7 separate regions of the Mus musculus genome follow, and regions 1, 2, 4, 5, 6 and 7 are each linked to region 3. Evidence: chromatin contacts called from public HiCAR-type, HiChIP or PLAC-seq and promoter capture Hi-C data. All regions are on one chromosome and are shown on one strand. The core of a region is the stretch at or near the end of the contact, and the rest is flanking DNA. Distances in the headings are between cores, read along the strand shown. Region 1 holds the start of Wfdc9 (WAP four-disulfide core domain 9). Region 2 holds the start of Eppin (epididymal peptidase inhibitor). Region 3 holds the start of Ywhab (tyrosine 3-monooxygenase/tryptophan 5-monooxygenase activation protein, beta polypeptide). Region 4 holds the start of Fitm2 (fat storage-inducing transmembrane protein 2). Region 5 holds the start of Gdap1l1 (ganglioside-induced differentiation-associated protein 1-like 1). Region 6 has its middle 25 kb from the start of Pigt. Region 7 overlaps Gm14317 (predicted gene 14317).

What was found. Promoter capture Hi-C pulls out the DNA fragments that hold promoters and counts their contacts. HiCAR-type assays count read pairs that join an accessible place to other places. HiChIP or PLAC-seq counts read pairs in DNA pulled down with a chosen protein or histone mark.
Region 1: a contact with region 3 is called in a promoter capture Hi-C map of liver, with 3 times the contacts expected there. The contact joins the promoter of Wfdc9 here to the promoter of Ywhab in region 3. A contact is called at or near these places in 7 of 39 promoter capture datasets (the C10 cell line, hippocampal neurons, liver and 3 more) and 2 of 115 datasets of contacts at active chromatin or transcription factors (bone marrow-derived macrophages and large pre-B cells).
Region 2: a contact with region 3 is called in a promoter capture Hi-C map of hippocampal neurons, with 4 times the contacts expected there. The contact joins the promoter of Eppin here to the promoter of Ywhab in region 3. A contact is called at or near these places in 4 of 39 promoter capture datasets (the 3T3-L1 cell line, cranial neural crest, hippocampal neurons and 1 more) and 1 of 115 datasets of contacts at active chromatin or transcription factors (large pre-B cells).
Region 4: a promoter capture Hi-C map of 3T3-L1-derived adipocytes shows a contact between it and region 3, with 11 times the contacts expected there. The contact joins the promoter of Fitm2 here to the promoter of Ywhab in region 3. A contact is called at or near these places in 11 of 39 promoter capture datasets (the 3T3-L1 cell line, 3T3-L1-derived adipocytes, the C10 cell line and 5 more), 1 of 15 datasets of contacts at CTCF or cohesin (the NIH/3T3 cell line), 4 of 484 Hi-C or Micro-C datasets (B cells, CD4 T cells, erythroblasts and 1 more), 2 of 115 datasets of contacts at active chromatin or transcription factors (embryonic stem cells and large pre-B cells) and 2 of 9 other capture datasets (adipose tissue and liver).
Region 5: a contact with region 3 is called in an HNF4G HiChIP or PLAC-seq map of pancreatic cancer cells. The contact joins the promoter of Gdap1l1 here to the promoter of Ywhab in region 3. A contact is called at or near these places in 5 of 39 promoter capture datasets (the C10 cell line, cranial neural crest, erythroid cells and 2 more), 4 of 484 Hi-C or Micro-C datasets (CD8 T cells, the HPC-7 cell line, liver and 1 more), 3 of 115 datasets of contacts at active chromatin or transcription factors (large pre-B cells, microglia and pancreatic cancer cells) and 2 of 9 other capture datasets (adipose tissue and liver).
Region 6: a HiCAR-type map of astrocytes shows a contact between it and region 3, with 2.3 times the contacts expected there. The contact joins the enhancer-like site here to the promoter of Ywhab in region 3. A contact is called at or near these places in 3 of 39 promoter capture datasets (the C10 cell line, neutrophils and pre-B cells), 3 of 484 Hi-C or Micro-C datasets (CD4 T cells, neutrophils and uterus) and 4 of 115 datasets of contacts at active chromatin or transcription factors (astrocytes, bone marrow-derived macrophages, embryonic forebrain and 1 more).
Region 7: a promoter capture Hi-C map of hippocampal neurons shows a contact between it and region 3, with 3 times the contacts expected there. The contact joins the enhancer-like site here to the promoter of Ywhab in region 3. A contact is called at or near these places in 4 of 39 promoter capture datasets (the 3T3-L1 cell line, hippocampal neurons, liver and 1 more) and 1 of 115 datasets of contacts at active chromatin or transcription factors (pancreatic cancer cells).

The regions. Positions count from the first base shown.
Region 1 is chr2:164,653,491-164,656,906 of GRCm38.p6, reverse strand. It overlaps Wfdc9 (WAP four-disulfide core domain 9), which reads left to right and starts at 1,941. Exons shown (of 4, transcript NM_001160414.1): 1 at 1,941-2,024. It overlaps Wfdc10 (WAP four-disulfide core domain 10), which reads right to left and starts at 861. Exons shown (of 2, transcript NM_001039501.2): 1 at 709-861. The coding sequence starts at 799.
Region 2 is chr2:164,591,931-164,595,088 of GRCm38.p6, reverse strand. It overlaps Eppin (epididymal peptidase inhibitor), which reads left to right and starts at 1,518. Exons shown (of 4, transcript NM_029325.2): 1 at 1,518-1,663. The coding sequence starts at 1,573.
Region 3 is chr2:163,993,865-163,997,416 of GRCm38.p6, reverse strand. It overlaps Ywhab (tyrosine 3-monooxygenase/tryptophan 5-monooxygenase activation protein, beta polypeptide), which reads right to left and starts at 2,220. Exons shown (of 6, transcript NM_018753.6): 1 at 2,052-2,220.
Region 4 is chr2:163,471,326-163,474,727 of GRCm38.p6, reverse strand. It overlaps Fitm2 (fat storage-inducing transmembrane protein 2), which reads left to right and starts at 2,099. Exons shown (of 2, transcript NM_173397.4): 1 at 2,099-2,325. The coding sequence starts at 2,153. 2310001K24Rik (RIKEN cDNA 2310001K24 gene) reads right to left here and starts at 2,183. Exons shown (of 1, transcript NR_028122.1): 1 at 1,725-2,183.
Region 5 is chr2:163,436,774-163,440,101 of GRCm38.p6, reverse strand. It overlaps Gdap1l1 (ganglioside-induced differentiation-associated protein 1-like 1), which reads right to left and starts at 1,635. Exons shown (of 6, transcript NM_144891.2): 1 at 1,377-1,635. The coding sequence starts at 1,556.
Region 6 is chr2:164,521,167-164,524,533 of GRCm38.p6, reverse strand. No RefSeq gene overlaps it. Among named protein-coding and RNA genes, the nearest start is that of Pigt, 25 kb to the right of the region's middle. Within about 2 kb of position 2,018, at least 218 of the 459 cell types and tissues checked have an H3K27ac peak or open chromatin away from gene starts, as enhancers often do. A contact at or near this core is called in astrocytes, bone marrow-derived macrophages, neutrophils and 3 more, where this site is marked.
Region 7 is chr2:164,557,183-164,560,765 of GRCm38.p6, reverse strand. It overlaps Gm14317 (predicted gene 14317), which reads right to left. Exons shown (of 3, transcript NR_152178.1): 2 at 2,527-2,658; 3 at 1,036-2,107. Among named protein-coding and RNA genes, the nearest start is that of Wfdc2, 3.7 kb to the left of the region's middle. Within about 2 kb of position 2,100, at least 58 of the 459 cell types and tissues checked have an H3K27ac peak or open chromatin away from gene starts, as enhancers often do. A contact at or near this core is called in hippocampal neurons and pancreatic cancer cells, where this site is marked.

The DNA of each region.
Region 1 (3,416 bases), core at 692-3,191, 660 kb before region 3:
TGTTTTAAATCTCATGCCCCGTGATAATCTCACCACCTCCCTATAGCTATTCGTGTCTGGGTCCCCTCTTCCTCTTCCTCATACCTACACCCACGACCAATCTCTCCTAGTAGAAAGAGCCGCAATGGCGCCATCTCTGTGAAATGTGTATTCTTACCCGGCTCATAGAAACCGGAGGTAGTTCACGGACCCTTTCAGCTCCTTAGAATTCTCAGGGTCCGTGAGGCTAACAAATCGGCCTCCAGCCTCTCTGTTTCCTCTGCTGTCTTGCTGTCTAGTGAAGTGTTCTGTCCTCTTCATCATTTACTTTTTACCCACCCCCACCCCCCACCCCAGGTGGCAACTCCATCCCTACCTCTTTCATGATCAATGTTTTGGTTTCTGCACCTATGCCCATTTCTACACCCCTCTTCCCCACTGAACACCTCTGAGAGTTTAAGCCCTCCCAAGTACGAAAGTTTGCCCCCTGGATTTTCAACCATGGGGCCCCTTCCATCACCGTTTGTTTCTGAATCTTTGGAACAAAGGGTGAGAATCGCACGTTCACTGTGCACCTTATCACTGTGTCCGGAACCATAGCTGAGGGGCCGTGGTCACCCAGAGTCAGGACAGTACTGCGGAGCAGAGTATGCAGTCGTATCCCTTCTGGGTCTGTTCTCAGTTGCTCCTTGCCAGCTACCCACAAACCCTACTCATCCAACCACCTACCTTCATATCTCTGCCTTCGCTGGACCCCTCCGTCGGCTAGGGAAAGCAGCAACAGCACACCAAGGAAGAGCAGCAGATTCCTGGACAGCATAACTGCGACCCAGGCGGTGAGCTCAGATCTAGTCTGGATGGCAGACTTTCCCACAGCAGGACGGGGCCTCTCTACTGCCTCTGCTGGCCAAATCAGGGCAGAGCAGTAGCCGTCCTGTTTCTTCCCCTTTTCTTGCCCCTTGCCCTTTTTCTCTGTGGCTTTTCTCATAAACGAGATCTCTTTCAGCCCCCTCTTCGCGCTAACATAATTTCCTCACGATATATATAGTTTAGGGCTCAGGAGATTGAGTAAAGTGTTTGCAGATAAAGCTGACCTGGAGGCAAATGTCTGTGAGCCAGAGCCGGGATTGTTGGTAGAAACAGAAGGCTCTCAGGGTCCTGCCGGGCTGTCTGGAGCTGAAGCTGTGAGTCTTAGGGTTGGTGAGGAATTCTGATGTTTACCTCTAGTGTCCATAAAATAGACTCATTTTTAAAAAGATTTACTCTGTGTGTGTCTGTGTGTGTGTGTGTGTGCGCGCGCGCGCGTGCTCGCCACACGTGACACCAGGACATCAGATCCCCTGGAACTAGCATTATCCACAGTTGGGAACTGAACCCCCGTCCTCTGCGAGAATAGCAGGTGCTCATTACCACCGAGCCGCCTTTCCAGCCTCGATCCTGGTTCGCTATTATCTCAGTTTCCCCGGGCACGCCACACAGAGTCTCGTTTTGGCTCAGACCCATCTTCTGCCCTTTTTATTTAATCCTGTAACCGTCTCCCAAGATGCCTTTCCGTCAGTGATTTCACTTATGTCACACACACACCATCATGTATGTCCTAATTCACGATGTTCTGCAAGATGCTCAAGGCTGAGCAAGGTGGGGCTGTGGGCAGCAGGCAAGGAAGGGATGAGCAGGGATTGAGGAGTGCCCAGGAGATGGTTACAGTCTGCACATCCAGATCCATCCGCAGCACCGTAAAGACTCTGAAATTTTGTTCCTGGCTTTTTAAAATATCTTTTCTTTATCCTCTGACAACCTCATACCTGTGTATAATGTGTATTGATCCTATCCGTTCTCAACCTTCTCCACCCACTGCCTCTGAATTCTCAGTCCCCAATATGCCCACCTTCATGCCCCACACCCCCATCTCTGCATACCAGAGGACCTACATATCTCCGGCTTGGCCCCACCTCTTAAAGGTTATATCCCTCTTACTATTGTTACTCTGGGGACCACGGCTCCAGCACAGGAACCTTTGGGGAACAGACTACAAACCACAGCAGGTACCATTTTCCTCCTCATCAGTTTCCCCTCAGTGTGTTCCCACACTGTCACACTGGGGCTTCCAAACCCCGAGCTCTGTCTTTGTACGGTTCGTCCTCCTTGGCCAAGTGTGTGCAGTCTTAGCATATACTGTGCAGAGCACCAGTGTACACACACACACACACACACACACACACACACACACACACCTGTAATCCTGTAGGCCAAGTTGAGAGGAGTCTGCTCTTTGAGAGTGCTAGACCTCTTTGTGTGTGTGTGTGTGTGTGTGTGTATCTGTGTGTGTGTGTGTATCTGTATGTGTGTGTATCTGTGTGTGTGTATCTGTGTGTGTGTGTGTGTGTGTGTGTGTGTAACAGAAGAGGACATTGGGTACCCTTCTCTGTCACTCCCTACCTCATCCCCTTGAGATAGAGTCTTTCACTGAACTTGGAGATTGCCATTTTTCATCCTGCCTATGTGGCTAATGCTCCCTTTTCCCATCTGCCTTTAACACTGGGGCTACAGGTCTATGTGGCACTGCTAGGGTTTTTTTTAAATGTGAGTGCTGGAATCTGAACTCAGGTCCCACGTTTGCCCAGCAGTCTCTCTTACCCCTGTGTCACCTCTCCAGCTCCTACTGTCCTTCTCTCAGGCATTTGGTGAACACATTTCTCCATCCACCAAGCAACGATTCTGTGGCAAGATCCCGACTGTAGGGTTGATCCCTCTGTTTCCTTCCTTGTTTGCTAGAGGGCCATTTAGCTTTTATAAACACCTTCCCTATCCAGTTTCTTTACCTCTGTGAAACCTGGAGAGCGTTTGTGTTAGCTTGTACTTGGCCCATCAAAGGAGAACCAACACTGAGCAGGATGCGAAGTAAAAGAGGATGCATGACCCAAAGCCGAAGACGATCCTGCAGTTCTAACGTGCAGGAGGCTGAGGCAAGAGGGCTGTCAAACCTGGGCTACATGGTGAGACCATTTCTCAAAAAACATCACTACCAACAGAGGCAGGTGCCTTTGACTCCCTTCCTGTAGGTGAGCTTGGATGATTCAGAAAGACTCTGTACCCAGTGGCCGAGGAGTTCTGGATCAGAGATAAAGCTGTGGAAGACACACAGTGTCCCCAGCCCACACAGAGGTGCCGGCTACATCAACACAGCCCAGTGCTTTCACTTGAGAGAGTGCCAAAGAAATAGTCTGTGAGCTGACACGTAGCTCCTGAACTGAGCCCAAAACTCTGCTACCACAAAAGTCAACCCTAACTCTGTTTTTTTTTTTTGTTTTGTTTTTTGTTTTGTTCTTTTGTGCTCCGTTCCAAATTTGGACAAAAGAGCTGTCAGTCTGCTGTCACCTGTAGACAAGGGAGTGTAAAGCATGAGTTTTACGGCTGGCTTAGGTAATTTGTGCCTG
Region 2 (3,158 bases), core at 269-2,768, 600 kb before region 3:
GTTAGCATCTTTTTTATCCCCTGAGAGAGTTTAAGGAAGAAGGCAGATTTAGCCTTCAGGGGTCATCAGGAAGTGTTTTAACCGTAGTCCTTCAGCCTGTCTCTACTGACATGGGCTACTTTTGTTTCCCTTCGGACTAGGGTTACAATTCTTTCCTTCAAGTCTACAATAAATTAGATCCTCATCACCAGCCAGTGGCCTGAGGTGGAGACTCACAGACTCGGTGCCCTGGAATCCTGTCTCGCACATTCACTGGCTGGGTGATACTTGTTAGAATCCTTTCTGCTCTGGGTCACATAATCCTGCTGCAAGATAAAATACCCCAGGGTCTTTCAGATTAGAAACACCAAGTTTTCGCCTGCTGGCTGTCTTTGAGAGAATACAGAAGTCCAAGAAGATCAGGTTGTCTAGTAGAAATTCTATTTCTAAGACCTGAGCTGTAGGTCCATGGGAGAGTGTCTCCCAGCCTATGCAGATCTGGGCTTAATCCCCAGCAAAATCATTTTAGCATTTTTGAGAAATAATCCTTAAGTGACATTGCAAATCTGCTGATATGGGATTTCCATGGGGGTTCTGCCTCTGATCCCGATGATGAGGCTGTGTGCTTAGCTATCACATAAAACAAGTTGAGAACAATGACCTGCACAATATGTTACCAGCACAGGGAAAGAAAGTAGAATCTGGCTGTTAATATTTTCCCTTTCGCAGAGAGCTTCTCTGCCTTCTAGCCCAGTGTTCAGCAGCTGGTACTGGAGATGCACAACTAGGAGGGGGCTGCTCACGTGTGCACCCTTCTTCTGACAGCACACTTAGTATCCAGCAGCTCTACAGTGTTGTCCTTGATTCAGCTGTAGTCTCTCAGACCCGTGTCTTTATTTCAGTGTCTTCTCAGGCAACACTCTGTCATGTGGTGGAGGCTCCCTGCGCTCTGCAACATTCAACAACACTGTGACAAATGCTATCTAAAGACTCTGTTATCCACCTGGTTTCTCCCCAGTCCTGTGCTCTCTTTGGCAACTCTTTACTCTTTGGCCTTCATTTAAAAAAAAAAGTGTCCCTGAGAGATGATAAATGGGAAAACGGTGGGAAGAAACTGTGGGAGAGGGAGAAGGGAACACAGAGACCTTGGACCTACCATGGGAATAAACATGAAGAGATATTAAGACAATAGAGAGTGTGCTTAACGGAGTGAGTGTTTTAAAAGTGGTAAATTAATGGTAAAGAGGGCATGCCACATTAACTTTGAGTTATCAAGATGAAGGCCCAAGAGGACAGCATTGACCCTCAGTGCAGCATGGATGGTGTAGAGTACACTTTGGGCACTACCCTGGTTGACCAGAATGCTAGCCCTATGCAGTCCAAGCAGAAAGGCTTTCTCCATAGATGTGGGCTGTGAATGTCATTAGCTCCACTTATGATCTCGAGAACTTGGTGTTCCCAGCAAGATAGTAGGTGACTGGCTTTTCTCCAGCTCTTACAGCCAAGGTACAGCCTACTGAGAGAATCGGATGGGCGAAGGCAGCAGACATTTCCATGTTCTAGAACTACCAGCCAGGCCAGCCCCTCGCCAGAATGAAGCTTTCTGGATTTGTGAGCATTCTTGTGCTATTTGGCCTGCTTGCAAGAGTCCAGGGACCTAGTCTAGCTGACTTGCTGTTTCCCAGTAAGTACTGTTTTTTTCTAGTGTTGTCTGGGAGAAAGGGAAGTTTACTGGAAGGAAGAGACAAAGAACAATTCCTCAGGTGTGGGTCACCTTTCTACAGCTCCTTCCTGGGTGTGGCTCAGGAGAGGAGAGAGATACTTATAAGGTCTCTTAGTGTTACAACGACCTCTGTGTTGATACAGGGACAGGGGTCTGGGGAAACACCTTCAAAGTCCCTTTAAAAAGGGGAGGTGAGGAAGGGTTATGGTTCCAACATTAATGGGAAGACCTTTCACCTCTTAAAGAAGTAGACAGACATATTTGTCTGGGGGCTCTGGGGTCAGAGTTGGTGGGTTGTACAGAGTTGGTAGCCTGGTGATCTTGAGCAAAATATTTAATTTCCACGTGTCCTCTCTGGAACTTGATTTCTTCATTTTAAACGAATTTTGGCCCTACAGCTTTGTGGTGAAGAAACAGGACAGAGTAAAGCTTCCCCCCACGGTGACCGCTCTGCAGGTATTAGCTAACATTTGCTTGTGTTCACTATCTCATTTAATCCTCACAAGAACTCTACGAGAGGAAGTCCTATCAACACTCCTGTTTTATTCTTTTAATTTAAAATTTTGGAATTTTAAACATTAAAATATAATTTTCCCCTTCCTTTTCTTCCTTCCAATTCCTTTTACATACCTGCTCCCACTCCGTCTGAAACTACGGCCTCTTTTTCTTTAATTGTTGCTGTTATCTGTGTGTGTGTGTGTGTGTGTGTGTGTGTGTGTGAGAGAGAGAGAGAGAGAGAGAGAGAGAGAGCCTAAATAAATACAGCCTGCTGTGTCTGTTTATTATTTTCTGTATGTATATGATTTCAGGGCTGACCATTTGGTATTGGATAAGCAATTAAATTAGGGGGGTCTTCCCTGGGAAAGACTATTTCTCCTGAACTTAGCACCCCTTAGTTGTATATAGCTCTTTGTCCGTAAACTTCCCTCTTTGAAACTAGAAGACACAGAATTTAAAGAATGTGCCCACCATCACAAGGCTACCAGCATTCAACCAACTAAAGATTTTTCTACGATAACACCTGTATTAACCCGTTGAAAATTGTATACAATGTATTTAGGATCCTGTTTCTCCTCCACAACACACACACTCCCGGCAGAGTTAGGATTCCAAAACCCAGCTGCAGGTGGGGGAGGAATCACTGTGCAATGTTGCCCTCTAGAGGAAAACAGCAACACGACATAACTGAATAGCTAGAACAAAGGAAACAGAGGCTGTAGTGGAAAGGGTCTACTCCCAAGGAGGCATTCCCAGGGTCTGGAGAGTGTCTGGATTGTTAGGAGATGGATGGAGTGCCCAGGATGTCTAGTACATGAGGCCAAGGTGGCTGTTAAAGGTTCCACAAAGCACAGGGCAGCTCCCATGGCCAACAGGTGATTGTCACCAGTGTTGAAAAGTTCTGCCCCAGCAGCTGGGGGGTAGCAGGGATGGAGGGAAGAAGGTATGGAGGAGTGTT
Region 3 (3,552 bases), core at 971-3,470:
CAAGTGTAAAAAATAAGACTGCACCTTATCAGAAAGGGAGAAAGAAAACACTGAAGTCAGGGATTTAAATACAACAAAACCAAAAGCTTGTACTTAACACAGTTTACAGAAGGTCTCAGACAACGGTGAGACAGGGAGGCTCAGAAGCTGAGATGAATTAACTCCTGAAGGAAGATCACAGCCAGAAAACAATCGAGGGAAGAACTGAATCAAAGTCACCTAACCAGAGCTGTTTTTGGATCCACAGCCAAATGGGGAAAATGCACTTTTTGCAGCAGCCCAAATCTCTGGGGACTCTGCCTAGGGACCGAGCATCAAGGGAGTGTGCTCGGCCTGGTTTCCACACAGGCTGCCTCCCTGATCCAGACAGCTCCAGCTCTAAAATGGCTTCAATATAACCCAAGCACTGCATGATGGGAAATGGAAGATAACAGGGTAGGAGCCATACTCCAGGGGCTGACAGTCCACAAATACTTGCCACCGATGAAAGAGAATATTCAGTCTGTAAGTAGGTGTGAGGTTTAGGCCAAATCACCTCATTTCTTATAAAGACTTCATCTGTAAGATGGGTGAATGGTTTCTTATAGTTAGAAGGCAGAGGCTAAGAAAATAATTTAGCATTTAGTACTGAATTTCCAGCCTTTCATTTCTAAGGTCATGCTTAAAATTCTAACTTGGGTGGGGATGAAAAAAACAAACAAACAAACAAAACAAACAAACAAACAAACCAGTATCTGCCGGCTATATAATGCTAAGGACATAGATCTTAAAATAAAATAAAAAAATTTTAAAAAGACTCGGGCAACCCAAAGAAATGGATTGCACTGGAGGCAGTCAAGAGAAATCCACCAAGATCCCAGTAATATTCGTATAAATTTCCAGCAGCTAGATGTGAGATGCTGAGTAAGCACGTGTTCAGTCCCATAAACTGTGTGTCTGTATGGTTTCACAGGAACACCTGAGATACAGTGAGAAATGTAATTTTCATATTCTCTTAAGCGCTACACCTTTCTGCACCGGCTCCCGGGATTTTAGAGATTTGTAACATCTTGCCAGATTCCACCTCCCACACCAGGCAAGTAAAATCAAGAGTCCAGTGCTATCTAGTCTCACCAGAGAAAATGTACTGAAGGCAAGGACATGAGCCATGCATTTTTACAGAGGTTGGCAAATTCTCACCAACGCTGCCACCTTTGGAATCCTCGATGCACGCATGTTCTCCATTTGCAACAGACCCAGATGCGCTCATCTTGCAAAAAAGGGTCCACATCTTGCCTACTCCTTCCTCAAACACTGAGGTTACTAGACAAATTTCAAACAATATATAACATATACACACACACACACACACACACATATATATATATATATGCCACAAAAAAGTGTATGGATGAATTTGGGGCATGGACACACGAGATTCTGGCAGTAAAAGACGACAAATATCAAGAGAAAAGACTCAATTCTCAGCCTGATCTTCCCCCACCCCATTGGGAATCCGGTTTGAGTCAGTGAAAGGTTCAGATAAATCCATTTCTTAATTCAAACCTCAACCCTGCTGTCAGGGAATCTCGGGTCCAGCTGGGTTTCCCACACCAGCGATGATGAAACAGCTTTACTGCAAAGTGGGAGAGGGATTCGCCCCAGCTGTCGCCAAGGTTAAACCCTTACTCATCCAGGGGAGTGCGGCAGGGGCGTCGCGGCTCGGGAACTCGCCCGCCTTCGACTAACATTTCAATTTTTGAAAGCCACAAAGAATGAGAGAGGTTGACAGGCCCAGAAGGATGGCTCGGGGCCCGAAGGGAGCAGGCAGGGGCGGCGCCGAGCAGAGATGGTGCCGGAGGGGGGGAGCCTGCGGCCCAGCGGTCCCCAGCCGCGCAGGCCTGGCCGCACCCCGTACGGCGCGCCGAGAGAGAAGCCCGGGCTTCCCGCGGAGGCGCAGGCCTGGCCGGAAGCGGGGAGGGGCGGCAGTAAGCCTGGCGGCGACAGTGAGCCTGGCCGCAGCCCGACAAGGGGCTTTGGGCTGGGGCCCCTGGGAGCCACGCCGCACTCACCGCGGAGGACTGGAGGGAGCAAAGGCGCTTCCGGGAAGATCAGAGGGCAGCGACTGCGTCCTTCCCGGGCTCACTCCTCAGGCGGGGCTGGCGGCAGCGGCGGTGGCAGCGACCGTAGGGGCAGTGGCGGCGGTGGCGGCGGCGGCTACCCGGCTCCGGAATCGGCGGCGGCGGTGGCGGCGGCGGCAGCTGCACTTCCGCTCTGGCCACCACTTCCGCTCTAGCCCAAGTCCCGCCCCACCCTGAGTCGATTCCTCATTGGGTGAATGAGGCACGGGGTTGCTCCGTCCTCCTGAAAAGGGCGGTGATAGCCAGGAGGAGGGGATGTCAGGGAGGACCAAGAGGGAGCGGTCGTGGGAGGACGCAGAGCCTGGGTGGGAGCGAGGAGGGGGCGGACGCAGGGAAAGGAAGTGGGGCGGGGGAGCAGGAAAAGGAGGAAGAAGAGAGGGCGGGGCCGAGGTGGCCGCCCCAGGGCTGGGATGTGTGAGAACAGGGCGGGCTCCGGGAGGGCAGGGTTCGGAAGCTTGGAGCGGTCTTGGTTGAGCCTAGGATCGTCTGTTCCTACCCAACCCTGAAAATAATTCTCACGGGGTCGGAGAGCCTAGCAGTGCTTTTAGCTGTGCGTTAAGGGAATGCTTGTAACTAAAGGAGAACAGACAGCCCTCCATTTTCAGTTAGTTCACCTTTCAGTCCTAAAAGGTACTTACTGTTCTTTTCCTAGACCAAGGACGCTTCATGAAGTACCAGGAACAGAACATTTCCAAGGTCTTAATAAAAACAGAAAAACAAAACAAAAAAACCAGTGTACATCAGTTCTTCGTTGAGATTCCCTGGTCCCCAAGTATCCTTCAAAGGGAAATCGTCAGAGACAGAACCCTGGGATCCCCAAACGGCTTTCAGTGTTACCTAAATTTTATTACTACTTCACTCAAGCCTGTTGACCCTTAAGTCTAGCCCTTCAAAATACCTCCACCACCACGCCTTCGTTCATTTCCCACAAATTCCGTGTGGCAATTTTCAGAGTGCTGGGGAGTACAGCAAGACTTGCGTCTTGAAGCTTACAGTTTTTAGAGAAAGAACAAAGTAATAGGCCTTTGTCATTTCTCCTTTTACCCTCACTTAGCTTAATGACAGACTTCAAATTCACCGCTTGACTCTCCAGCCCTGCCCCCATCAAGTACCAAATGATCTTTTCAATGTCATTCTGTGTCCGCTGCTTTGAAACCCATCGCTGATGGCTCCGACTTAATAGTTCCCTGGGCGAGACAATCAGAGCTCTGTCCTTACCCATTATCAGCACCCCAGTTCATTTATATAACTCCCCATCCTCCCAATGTACTGTTCCAGAATGAATAAACACTTTGAGTTAGCTGCTGTCTTAGCTAGGGTTTCTATTGCTGTGATGCTGGGGAGGAAAGGGTTTATTTGACTTACACGGCCAAATTATTCATTACCAAAGAAGTCAGGACAAGAACTCAAACAGGGCAGGAACCTGGAGGTA
Region 4 (3,402 bases), core at 850-3,349, 520 kb after region 3:
AATTCTTCCTGTATGTGAAGATGGGGTATCTTCCCACTTATTTGTACACAAACAATGCTTCTAAATGAGTATGTATATATTAAAGACAAACAACAACAGTTGAAAATCAACAGCGGAGTGGTACTGAGGTCCCTGGCAGCAGAGCAGTAGAACTGGGTACTGGGTACTGGGTTCTCTCTCTCTCTCTCTCTCTCTTTCTCTTTCTCTCTCTCTCTCTCTCTCTCCCTCCCTCCTCCATTCCCACTCCACATTCCCAGCAAACAGTGGTTTGCTGATAAATGTGTAATATAATGAGCTCTCCTGGAGAAAATATATCAGTATATACATATATACATTTATTAAGAACTTTCTAAAATAAAAACCTCTCAGCATAAAGAGTGGTGTACATGAAAATGAAACACACAACACTTTTTTTCTTTTTTTAGAAGATTGGTCTCATGTATCTCAGGCTTGCCCTGAACTCACTGTGTGGCTGAGCCTTTACCTCTGGTGTGTTGAGATTACAGTCAGGTACTACCACACAGAGTTTATGCAGTGCGAGGCATTGAACCCAGGACTTCGTGCACACTAGTCAAGCATCCTACCAACTGAACTACAGTCCCAGCTCCCATGGCACTCCTCACTGTAAATATAACTCGCCGATGCTTACAATGTTATTGATTTTACTGGACATTTGTCTCCACGGTTCACCTGTGATTTCAGTTCAACCACACATTGACAAATGGAGTCACAGCTCAACGAAGACAGGTGATGACAGAACACAGGCCTGATTTGTAGCACTTGCCAATTTCCTTAGTGCAAATACTTCTATTGTGGCTGATTTCAAGCTTCCTGTGTGATATCACAGAAGGGAGAAGAGAGCACAGAGGTGTTCCCGGGAGGCACAATGGATACAGGTAGGCTCAGGCATAGATAAACCAGATGTGATGGGACATGCTTGTAATCCCAGCACCCAAGAGGGAGGCTGAGACAGGAAGACAACACAGGTTCAAAACCAGCCCTCTCTATAAAGTGAGTTCCAGGCCAGCCAGGGTCACGTAAGAGATCCTGTTTCAAAATAGACAAACAAGAACATAAATAATAATAGAACATAGTAAAATAATTAGAAAGTGATGGGTTTGAGTTTTCACCTTGATTTTAAAGTGCTAATCTATAAACTACAGTCACTAAGGAATAACTCATGGTTGGGAAGCCCTGACTTTGACACCTAACATTACGGGCTAGGAGCTTAGCTAAGGGACAAAACTGAGTGACTGAGTCACCAGTACCTCATGTGAGCTCTGCAAACCTTGGGAGCCCAAGATGTTCAGTCAACAACACAGTTGATTCATCCTTTTTTTTTTCAGCTGATTCATTCTTACATTTATTTACTTATCTATTTATCTGTATTTATTTATTTATTTAGTGTGTGTGTGTGTGTGAGAGAGAGAGAAAGAGAGAGAGAGAGAGCAACTTATGGGAGTTGCCTTCCACAATGTGGAGAGAGCAACTTATGGGAGTTGCCTTCCACAATGTGGATCCCAAGGACTGAATCCAGGTTATTTGGTTTGGCAACAAGTGCCCTTACTTGTCTCAAAACCCGAAGTGGCACATGACTTTAATCTCAGTACTCTGGAGGTCAAGTTTAGGGGATCTCTGAGTTCGAGGCCACCCTGGTTATACAGAATGAGTTCCAAGTCAGCCAGGTCTACTTGGAGAAACCCAGTCTGAAAACAAAACAAGTAAATAAGATTTAAATTTATTAATGACTTTGCAAAGAAATTTCATCTGAAAAACCCTATAACTGACCCAATATACGGAACTCCCAAACTAGCTCTTAAGAAAGGTGGGTCTCTTGTTTGTTTTGCAGATAAAGAAAGCGAGAATCCCATCCCACAAACATGAGGGGAGCAGGTTGCCCAGGCAAAGAGCAGCCTGCAGTGATCTCAGCCAGTAGCTTGGGGGCGATGAGTGGAAGCGGCGCAGGTAAATGCAGACCTGCACTCTGCAGAGACCCATCAAGGCCACTAGAGGGAGACACGCCCTCTAGGGGGCGGAGCTTGCAGGAAGCGCGCATGCGCCCAGAGGGGATGTGGTGGTGCCAGCTCGGGCGAAGGGTAAGACGGTGGCCGAGAAGGCTCTGGAAGGCGGACGGTAGCCGAGAAGGACCGGCATGGAGCACCTGGAGCGCTGCGCGTGGTTTCTCCGCGGGACGCTGGTGAGGGCGACGGTGCGGCGCCACCTGCCCTGGGCGCTGGTGGCCGCCATGCTGGCGGGCTCGGTCGTCAAGGAGCTGTCCCCGCTGCCCGAGAGCTACCTCAGCAACAAGCGCAACGTCCTCAACGTGTGAGTGCATCGGGCTCCGGGCCCCCGCGCCCCAAGAAGCCAGTTGGATGCTGGGGCAGGCGAGTCATCGGGAGGGAGCCCTGTCTTGACAGGCGCGTCCGCGCGCGTGTCGCGACACTGGGACCCTGGGAAAGCAAGTGACATTCGCGCCTAGTATGTGAGCATTCCGATAGGAGGATCGAGTCGGTGACGGGTGGGTTATAAGTGACAGTGGGTACATTGGAGCGGCTATTCCCCCGCCCCCAGAGTTAGGCGCTTGCCCCTGTCCTGTTCAGGGAGATGTCACCTTCCTCTTGCCGGCTAGTCAGACACCCCTCTCTTAACCACTGTGGCAAAAATCCCACCGTTGACTTAAAGAACCACCTCTAGACCCACCCACCACCCCAAGAGCTTTTGCCATCCCTGCCCCATGTTAGTAGAAGCAAGCGTGAAACCTTTCACTCTGGTGACCTTTCTCCTGGATCTCCTTGGACTTTCTCAGTACTCTAAAGTGCATGGCAGTCACCCAGGAAAACAACCCCAGCCGATCTCGTTGGGACATCTCTCAAACTCCACTTATTTCTTTCCTAGTCCTTTAGAAACACTTACATCGTAAGTTTATTGCACAACACTCCGTTGGAGCTAGACAGGGAGTTTGGAAGATGAAATTGCTCCATCCATGTGAGCTTAATGCTTCAGACTAGTGAGTGTCTCCAGCTTGTGGACAATCTGCCTCTCTTGTTAATCTACTTCAAACCCGGTTTTCTCTTTTGGGCAACTGAGTCAGGTTTCTGACAGACCTTGGTTTTAACGAGGCTTTCCTTGTCAAGCCTGTGAAGGTTTTAGTAATGGGCCCTTTGGTGGCGTCTGAGAAACTACTGGAACCTAGGGAAGAAGAGCCCTGTCCTTGGCCCACCTTCATCCTTCCCCACTCGTAGTGGCTGGTCTAAGAATAGAGTGTAAGGGTGGTAGTTGTTCCAGATCTCTTTGGTGGGTGTTTTCTGCCCAGATCTCCAGGTCAGCCACCTTTCATGAGCTCAGAGGAGGCAGACATGGCAGATGTTGCTGTATCTGGCCTAATGAACCAGGAGCCCAGCA
Region 5 (3,328 bases), core at 386-2,885, 560 kb after region 3:
CCACCCCCTAACACTTTAACAAATCCTCACACCCTTATCAACAGACCCTCCATCCCTTACCAGGCATCAACAGCAACACTCTCTCTACACAATTTCACATCATCCTCACGGTAGCTCCCCTGCAGAAGTGACAATGTTTATTCCACTTTACAGATCAGAGCGCTTAGCCTTTGGAGAGGTAAACCGAGGCATCCAAAGCTTCATAGTGGGCCAGCGAAGAAGATGGTTCTCCCACTGGGCTCTCCCTGGCTAATCTCAGACTCAAGGACTCTAAATTGGGAGACCAAAGAGTGATAGGTAGCCCAACTTTCTCAGTATCACCTAGGTGGGCCTCTAGACTAACAGCCATCTGGGGCAGATTCTGGCAGGCTGTGTCTTAGCCAGGATCATGAAGTGATTTCAAGGCACAGTGGGGTGTGAGTAGAGCCAGCCTGGAGTACTGTTGTGTCACCCCTTAAACAGCCCCTCCAGAAACTCTACTGAGGGGTTCAAGTTCCTGGTGGCTATTATTACCTCTATCACTATCCCATTTTTCAGGTTATAAAACTTAACCTGGACCAAAACACAAATCCAAGTCTTTGTTTTCCCAAGCATTTATCTTCAGCAATACTTGCCGGCCCCCATGTGTAAAATGAAGGCATGGGACAGGGCGGTGGGGAGCTGGGGTAGTCAGGTAACAAACAGCTATGCCTTAGAACGAGTTCTGGGCTCTGGCCATGGTGCTGAACCCACTGGCTACAGACAGGACTGCTACCCAGGCAGGGTGGGAGACTGAGTCCCTTAGAACCACCAGGTATTGGGCGCAGAGCCTAATCTCACTCCTACAAAGCGGAAACCCCGGTGACAGTACTAAGGTGTACTTTCAACTGCCCCTACCCTAGAAAGGAGGGGAGTGTTCTAAGTGGTCTAAGGAGCCAAAGCCGGTCTGTGCCTTTAAGAGCAAAACAAATCTGATGGGCAAGCCAGCTGCTCTGAGGGGATGGGTTAACTCCTTCCTTCTCAGCTCTTGAGAAAGGGTGACGGCGGGAGGAAAGACTTCCTAAGTCCCTGACTGAAGAAGACCCCTGCTAGAACGAGGGCCTCAGAGCTGTGGCCCGAGAGTGTCTGGAACAGTGGATGGGATGAAAGCTGGCCTAAAGTGAGGCTTCCTCTGCTCAGCCCCATCAGGCCGCTTGCCGGCAGGGCAGGTCTGTCCCCGGCCTTTGTCTCTCTGTTCAGGTGTCCCCAGGAGGAAACGAGGCCTAAGGAGATGCTCCTGGCATTGGGGCAGGGCTCTGCGGCCCCTCAGGACAGTTCCCTCCGGGGACCCCCGGTGCTACCTGCCTCTCTCTCCGGTCCCCTCCCAGTCGCCTGTCCGCACCCCGCGCCCGCTCTACCTTCTGCGAGCTGAAGGACTGGGTCCAGTGGTACAGAACCAGGCTCTCCTTGGGCCAATGGGCGGGGCTGGATGCCTCGGGCGCGTCGGGGGTCTCCACCGGCTTGGCTGCATCGCTCTCCAGTGCCGAGATGGGCCACCAGCTGCAGTTGGTGGGGGTCAGGTTGTTGGGGGTCGCCATGACAGCCCGCGATCCGAGGAAGGAGGAAGGAGGCGGCTCGGCAGCGGCTCGCTGGCGCCCAGCATCACATGGCCTCTTCGAGCCTGCCCCTCTTCCTCCTCCCCCTCCCCGCGATGTCATTACTCACTGGGTGCAGGAGGAGGGGCAAGGGGATCCCGGGGCTCTTTCCTCCTCCTCCCAGCTGGAGGTCCTCCCTGAGGGCCCTAGGGAGGGAAGGTTGCAGAAACCCGGGCCAAGCCCCCCAGAGCGCTCACAGTTGGTCAGTCACCTGCCAAAGACTTCACCATAATTACGCATTTGTGCCTCTCAATCTTGCGGAAACACTTCTTAGTTTAGATAAATGGCAGTATAGAGGTCTGTTAACCCTTTTTCACAAGTAGTGTCTGGAGATAGCTTTATTTGAAACTCCATTTTCTGATGTTCCCCTTCCTAAAGGGTTTCCAACAGCAGAAGGGGATGAATTGTAATTTGTTAACCACATCGGCACTTTCTCTCTGCCCAGGCACAGGCACTAAGGGCTTTCCAGCGGTCTACCCCTTTGGCCTGATTTACAGAGGAAGAAAGGGAGGCTCAGAGGAGAAGTGACCTTGCTCAAGGTCATAGAGCTGCTAACTGGTGGAGCTGAGATTCAAACTCAAGGCTGGCTTCATACAGGACGGGACTGGCTCGTGATTCAGCAGTCCTGCAAGCAGCAACTCAAGCTCTTTAAAGGAATCATGTGTCTTAGCTATGTAGACATGACTTTCCCAGGTGAGGAGGGGTACCATTGGTGGGATCCTAGGTGACACCATTACCCTAGGATATGTAGCCAGGTAGGAGTCTGTAGACAGCCCTTGTGCCTCTCCTGTAGGAGATTTTAAATGTTCTTTGGAACTTAGGTAAGGTTACCTAAGCATACCCATGCTTCCCCTGGAAAATATTTTATTAGATATTTATTTATTTGTATGTGTATGGGTGTTTTTGTCTGCATGAATATGTCTGGGTGCCAGATGCATGTCTAGTGCCCTCGGAGGCCAGAAGAGGTGTCAGATCCCCTGGAATTGGAGTTACAGTTGTTAGACACCATGTGGATTTGAACACCAGTCCTCTGGAAGAACAGCCAGTGTTCTTAATAGCTGAGCCACCTCTTCAGTCCCAGAATATGAATGTTATTAATGTCATAATTTACCTTTGAGAAGTGGACCCCGAGATAGTAGTTGAAAAATACAGTTGCTGGCCCCTAAAGAGTGGGAGAAGTTATAAGAAATATATCCTTGGGCAATGTCTGCAAACGTCACAGAATGTACTTATGTAGGCCAATTTTACTAAGAACCCCTGTCTCGTGAGCCCGTTTGTCGAACCCTGCTCTTATGAGTTAGTGTAACTGGGAGAGCAGGCCTCACTGTTTGCTGTTTCGGAGTCCTGGACACTTCACCTCACAGACAGTGTTGAAGACGTGGCTGGTCTTTTTTTTATTTTTATTTTTATTTTTATTTTTATTTTTATTTATTTATTTTTTTCTTCTACTAAAGTAAGCGAACTTCTGTGGAACTTTTTCTTTCCTTTATGCCATGGCTGCCAGGAGCCTGGAGCTGCATTTTTTTCTGAGTCTCATTGTTTAATTGGTCTCCCCAGGTTTTTTATTAGATCGCTTTCCACGAACCAGGCTGAATGGTCCTGTAGCAGCTGTCTGCATGCTGGAGAACCTGGGAGCTCAGAAGCTGCTTAGTCTGTGGGGGTGAAGTTTCAGCACTTCTAACAGGGCTCTGCAGGCCTAGGGAGCTACTAGTCTT
Region 6 (3,367 bases), core at 769-3,268, 530 kb before region 3:
TGTCACCATCAGTCCCGTCGCTGTCACTAGTAGGCCCTTCAGAGCTAGATTCCTTTTTCTCTTTCTTATCTTTGTTTTGTTGTCTAAGCTGTTTAGGTTTTCGGCGGCTAGCCTGAGGTGCAATCTCCTTAGCCTCCTCAAGTGCAGCTGCTCCTTCCTCTATTTCAGCATTGTACTTTCCACTGGCATCCCTCAAGCACGCCCTGACCAAGTTCCAGATGACTAACATTTTTACTTTCATTTTAGTCGCAGTTGAACCCATATCATTTAAATTCCCTCTGTCTCTATATCTGAGATCCTTAGTGCTCCGTCCCCTTTTTTCCGGGGAACCTGTCAGGCCTATGCTTTCTTTACCTACCGCTGCTTACCAAAATTTCCTTACTGCTGCTTACCAAAATTTCCCCGTGCTGAAATTCCCTTTGTCTCTATATCTGAGATCCTTAATGCTTCGTCCCTCCCGCCCCACCCCCACCCCCGGGAACTTGACAGACCTGTGCTTTCTTTAATTCCCTTCGTCTGTATTCCTGAGAACCTTAATGCTCCATCCCCTTTTTTCTGGGAAGCCTGTCTTTACTTACCGCTGCTTACCAAGATTTCCTTACCGCTGCTCTTACCAAAATTTTCCTACCGCTGCTCTTACCAAAAACTTCAAAGGCTTCTTTACTTACCATTGTTGCTGACCAACACGATGAGTTCCCTGTACGGGCCACCACTTGCCACTGTCTCTGACCCACAGAGATAAGAACGACACAGACACCAAGGCGGGTTCACGCAGCAACTTCTTTACTTGGTGCTTTTCCCCTTACAGCTCTTTCCCCAGCAGCCTCTTCTACTCCTCCTTCTTGCAGCAAGGGCTATTCTCCTATACTCACGGCAACTGACCTCATCTTGCTCCACACCACCTCATCCAATCAGAATCACACACACACCAGGCACGAGCTCAGGTAGGTCACAGATAGGCTGACAGATCCGGATCACGAGGAATATGCATGCTTTTTCACTGCGCATGCTCAGGCAAGGCAGTAAACATGCGGGGTTCACGGGGTCTGGCAATGGGCCAGAGTGCCATCTTGGCCCATGCAGCCGCACCTGCTTCCCACACTGAACAACTTGGGCTTGACTCCCATGGCACACAGTGAAAGGAGAATGAATCTTCTGTAGCCTTTGCTACTTTATGGGTTCTTCTTTCTTTCACCCTTCACCCCTTTCCCACCCTTTCAACTCCTTAACACTAGAGGGGAGAGAAAACAGGATAGAAGAAAAAGGGTGTGATGTTACCATTAGACTACTTCCTGCTGATTGGGATGTGGAGTTCCTTGGAGGAAGTTTCATCCTTGCCCTCAGGATATCCGATTTCTTCTTTCTTTTTCTTTGTGTATGACTACTTAACAAACTGAGACCAACAACAACCATAAGCAACCAACCAACAACCCACCACCCCACCTACTGGGGCTCTAGAATTCCAAATATCACACAATTGCAGAAACTATCTACAGTTGGAAAAATTCTGCCCTTGCTAGAGCACGAGGCAAATCACAATCAGCTGCTGTGGACAGTCTGGAAAAAAAAAATTGCCACTACAACGTTCAGAGTTGTGCTTTACAATGCACATGCATTCACATTGCACAGGCATACACACGAGTGATAGGTTTTTAAAAAGCGAATAAGTACTTATAGAACACAGACATGACACAGCCTTAGCAGATCGATACTTTTAAAGGAACAGTTATTGCCTTGGGGAAATGGTTGCCATGAATTTTGAAGATGTCCTATTTTTGTAAGGACTGAAATCCATGCTTTTTATGAGATTGTGGCTTTGGGACTTCTGTCATCATTAGGTTCCACTTTTAAATAAAGTCACACCAAAGAAAACTGTTCCAGGCAGGTCCCTGGATTTAGAGTACCGAACCCCATTCTCAGCTTGCTCACTAGCTCCTTCCCACGGCTCCTGTAGTGCTGGGATTAAAGGCGTGTGCCACCATGCACGGCCAAAGGCTCCACCCCACAGCCCAAGGGCTCAGGAAGCAGCTGGAAACCGCCAGACTCTTCTAAGACTCTTCTCAGTCTCTGAGGTAGTGGCCGCCACACAGTTCTGCCGCCTTGGGTGATGAAAACTGAGCCACTGGCAAGCCAGATGCTTTTACGAGGTACCACTGTGAGTACCAGGGGCTAGTCTTAGTTTTGACTATTGAGTATTTAAAAGTTGGGGTTCCACAAGCCATCTCAGGTTGATAATCCCCTTGCTGAATTCAGGAAGGCACTTCGCTCAGTGTCTAGGTTACAATTAGAGGACACAACTCTAAAAGAGTCCAGATGTAGAGACGCACGGGGCAAGGGAGCTCCCACGGTGTCTCCAGGGAGCGCCTCCCTCCAACCACAGGGTTGTGTTTGCCAACCTGGAGGTTTTCCAAACCCACAAGCTAGGGGCTTTACTGAGGTTTTGTTACGTAGGTATGACTGCGTCCCTCATTGGCTATTGGTAATTGAACTCCATCTCAGGAGTCCAGGGCTTCTTTGGAGATTATGAAGGGCGGGGTTGAAATTGCTAAAGCTTTAACCACCTGTCTGCGGGTTTTCAGCAACCAGCCCACATCCGGAGGCTCTTCAGCTCCAGCTTTGAGTCATCTCATTAGCATATGCAAACCAGTAAATGCGGCGAGTCCCTGGAGAACCTTTCTGGGAACTGGTGACAGAGCTCGAATATTTGTTTTTCTTCTCTTTTGTTTTGTTTTATTTTCTATCATACCACAGTGAGGTTCAAGGGAGGGACTGCAGCCAGGGAAGGGCAGCGACAAAGAATACAGACAGCCTCGGATGGAAGCTGGGGGTCCTCCTAGGCTTTCTGAGGAGTGCTTGATTAGATAAACTTCTTAGAGTCCTGAAGTGTCCTTAGAGCTAAAACTTCTTGATTCTCCAGGAAAAGTCCAGGGAGAACCTGGAACTGGTGGTACACACTTAAGAGTCTCAGCCTTTGGGAGACTAAAGCAAGCAGGGTTGCAGGCCTCTCCAGCCTAGGCTACAGAGAAAGAATACACTTCAAAGTTAATTGATGGATGGGTTAAATATTTAAAAGTTTAAATATCCAGATAGAGCTTGACTCTCCCCAAGCTCTCCCCTTGCCTCCTGAGTCCAAGAAGCATCCTCGTTTCTATTATTCATTTCATTTATTTATTTTAATTAATTAATTTTTAATTTTACATCCCGATTTCAGCTTCCCCTCCTTCCCCTGTCTCCTACGAAACTCCCAGGAATCTATGGGGGTGGGGGGCTCATATCAATAGGGGATATGGAACCTGAAACAGCCATTTCCTGTAGCCACGCATGACTTCCACTGGATGGTGGGGACACCAACCCACCCACGAAACCT
Region 7 (3,583 bases), core at 851-3,350, 560 kb before region 3:
AGGCAAACACTGCAGATTTTTATTTAATACATTTTATCTTGAACCCCACTCCCCCCCAAAAAAAAACCATTTTATTTTTCTAACCATACAGCCCATTGAACCTGTCCGTGCATCTTTGCCAGTGGCTGGGCCTTCTCCACACATTGTGTTTCTGATGTAAGTTACTGGGGTTCAGTGTTTTGAAGCAGTTTGATAAGACCTTTATTAAATTGTTCCCGAAGGGCTTCCTGACCAGGGAACCCCAAGATTAGCATCTCAAAGACCATAAACTTGTAGTCAGGACCTTTCTTACAGAGCTCTGTTGCTGTTGGACTAGGTGATCATAAACTCGTAGTCAGGACCTTTCTTACAGAGCTCTGTCGTTGGACTAGGTCCCGCTGAGCACATCCTGACCTGGATTTGGGCTCCTTGTCAGCCTTGCCCCAGGATCTGTTTCTGTGACTTCATCTTTCTTGGCCAGCTCTCTGGCATCTTTCTCTTGCCGTCCTTGGGCAGTATGACACAGTTGTGAGAGCAGTGGTACCCAAGGTCACCTCACTAAGAGGCAATGACAGACAGAGGTGACAGATGACTCCAAGGGGGCAGAATCTTCCAGGTGTAACATGTATCATCCGATACGCGTAAGAACTCACAGAGGCCGGGGCAGCAGAAGCAACACCTGCACAGGTTCACAGCAGACAAAATCCCTGTGCTGAGAAAGGAAGTGGGCATCGAGTCCCAGCCCTAACTAAGAAGCTAGCTGAGCTATTTGCCATAGGCACCTGCAGAGAGAGAGAGACAGAGACAGAGACAGAGACAGAGACAGAGACAGAGACAGAGACAGAGACAGAGACAGAGACAGAGACAGAGACAGAGAGAGTTTTTTCCAATGCAGTGTTGCTTGGCTATATCAACCATACTCTGGGACAGGCTCCATGCCAGGGGATAGTGGGCCAACACAAAATGAACTCTTTTGTGTGTGTGTGTTCTTTTTGTTTTGTTTCAGCATTTTATGTCTCTCTCGGGTTTTTTGTTTGATTTGATTTTCAATTTTTTGGGGGGGAGCGGGAGGGTGGTGAGAGAGAAAGAACAGGAAGTTGGGTGGGTAGGAAGATAGTGTGGAGGGTCAGGAAGTCGGGGGAGGGGGAGAATGTGATAAAGATATATTATTTATTTTTTTTAAAAATTAGAACATTAACAAAAAAATTAAACAAAAAAATTAAGACAAGTATTGCGAGGAGAAAATGTCAGGTAGGATGTGAGGGCCCACTCTGCTTTATAACAGGGGACTTGGGCCTGCAAATGCCAAAACAATGACTAAGGGAGTTACACAGGAAGCACCCTGTAAGCGGCTTCTGGCTCCTGGGATCGAGAGTCTGTAAGGCCCCGGAGGATTCTGCTGCTGGAGACGAGAGACTTCTGCAACATTAAAAGCTCTAAGTCAGATGGGTAGCCTTTGCCGACATGAGTGCATCCAACCGCTGAGCTAAAGAAGGACGTTGGTAAAGTGGCCCGAAAAGGTTTCCTCCAGCTTTGCAGGCCCAGGCGGGGACCGGAGACATGCCATTGTTGGGAGGGGCTGAGGCTATTTACTCTGAGCTCAGAGAAAGTCAACCGCAAGGAAGGTAAGAGCTAGGTGGGGTCACGGTTGGTTGTAGGCAGGCAACTGAAACCCAGGGCACATGGAGGACACTTTGGTGAACAACTGGTTTAGCCTGTGGACCAAATGGCTACTGAATGTTTATTCCTGGGCACGGCCGCACACGAATTTCTTCCAGCTTCCTTGGACTGGGTATCATCAGGTCCAACCCCTCCCAAACTCTCATAGGATCCCTGGCTGACTGGCCCCTCTCTTACCGGAATGTGGATTAGTGTGAGGGGGAGGGGAAGGCAGGTAGAAGATGGGAAGGAAGGTTCTTAAGGTCGGGTTTATTTGGGGGTGACAGATTCTGAGCTGGGCTGGCATACAGTTTCTCTTCTGCATACACAAGAAGAGCAGGGGCACCAGTATGGGCTTGCGAGTGAGGAGTGAATGGCTTCTGGCGTGTGGCTCAGAGCAGTGCTTCACCTTCAGGATCTACGACGTCTTCCACAAAGCAAGCATCATTGCAACATCTTGTAGGACTGACTGTTCAGAGGATGAAAGAAAAGAGCAGAAAGCAGGGGGTGGCAGATCCAGCTGGAGCCCGTATATTATTAGCTCACACGGTTCGTTTCGAAATTTTGAACTAGTTGCCAATGTTTAAAAATGGAGTTTCACATAAAGAAAAGAACCTTCTCAATTCTCTCAGAAATAGTATTGGATCTGGCAGCAAGTCCTAAGATTCATAAAGCAATCATCACTCAGAACACAGCCCTCAGAACTGGGCCTGCACCATAGTCACCTGGAGGGCTTGTTCGAGTGTAGCTTGTGGGGAACTAGGATTATAACACAGTTGGTAGATTGCTTGCCAATCATACAGGAAGCCCTGGGTTCCGTCTCCAGAGCTCCATAAAGTGGGCATGGTGGTACATACCAGGAGGCAGGAGCATCCCAGTGGAACTTACCTGGAGGCAGGAGCATCCTCTTGGTACACACCTGGAGGGAGGCAGGAGTATCCTGGTAGTATACACCTGGAGGCAGGAGCATCCCAGTGGTACACACCTGGAGGGAGGCAGGAGCATCCCAGTGGTACACACCTGGAGGGAGGCAGGAGCATCCAACATTCAAACTCATCCTTGACTCCATAGCAAGTTTGAAGCCAACCTGGGCTACATGAGATCACCTCCAGAACAGGTCTGAGTGGAATCTGAGAGTACACACTTCTAGCAAGATTCCAGATGCTGCTGGAGAAGCAGCCACATTCTGAATGCTGTGTCATAGAGCTAAGCTGGCATGCTTTCTCCTTATGAGAGAAACCATCATTCCTTGTCCCATGTGCTCTACTGACCCGTTGTTCCTAGTAACCACTGGTCCCAGTACATTTAAATCCGTGCTCTGTGGAGTGGGCATGCCCTGGAGCTCACTAGAAAGTAGCTTGCAGTTATTTAGCAGTACTATGGATTCAGAAACATCACTCCTATTCTGCAGATTAAAAACCTGTGGTTTGGTAAGGCAGAGTGACTAGCTGGCGGGAGCCCAGCCCATCAATCAAAAGACACTTGACGGTACCTTTTGTTCCTATGGCTTCGGTTATATCAATATTAAACCCACCCACCCCATTCCACACATACTCCTGAGTTTTTAAGAAAAAAGAATTGCATGTTATTGTGAGGCATGCCTTTAATGCCAGAGTTTAAGAAGTAGAGGCAGGCAGATCTGTTGAGTTTGAAGTCAGCCCAGGCAAGCCAGGGCTAAAAGGTGAGAACCTGTTTCAATAAATAAATAAATAAAATTTTAAAAATAAAAGTTAATGTATTGGGTTTCTGAAATGGCTCAGAGGGTTATAAGCACTTAAAATCGCTTGCCCTACAAGCCCTGGCAACCTGAGTTCAAGCCCCAGAGACCACGGGATGCAGAGAGAAGCAGCTCTGCCAAGGTGTCCTCTGACCTCCAGCCGCGACACATGCACACACACCCCAGTCACACACAAACGGTCCAGAACTCTGGGCACCGCTCCATGAG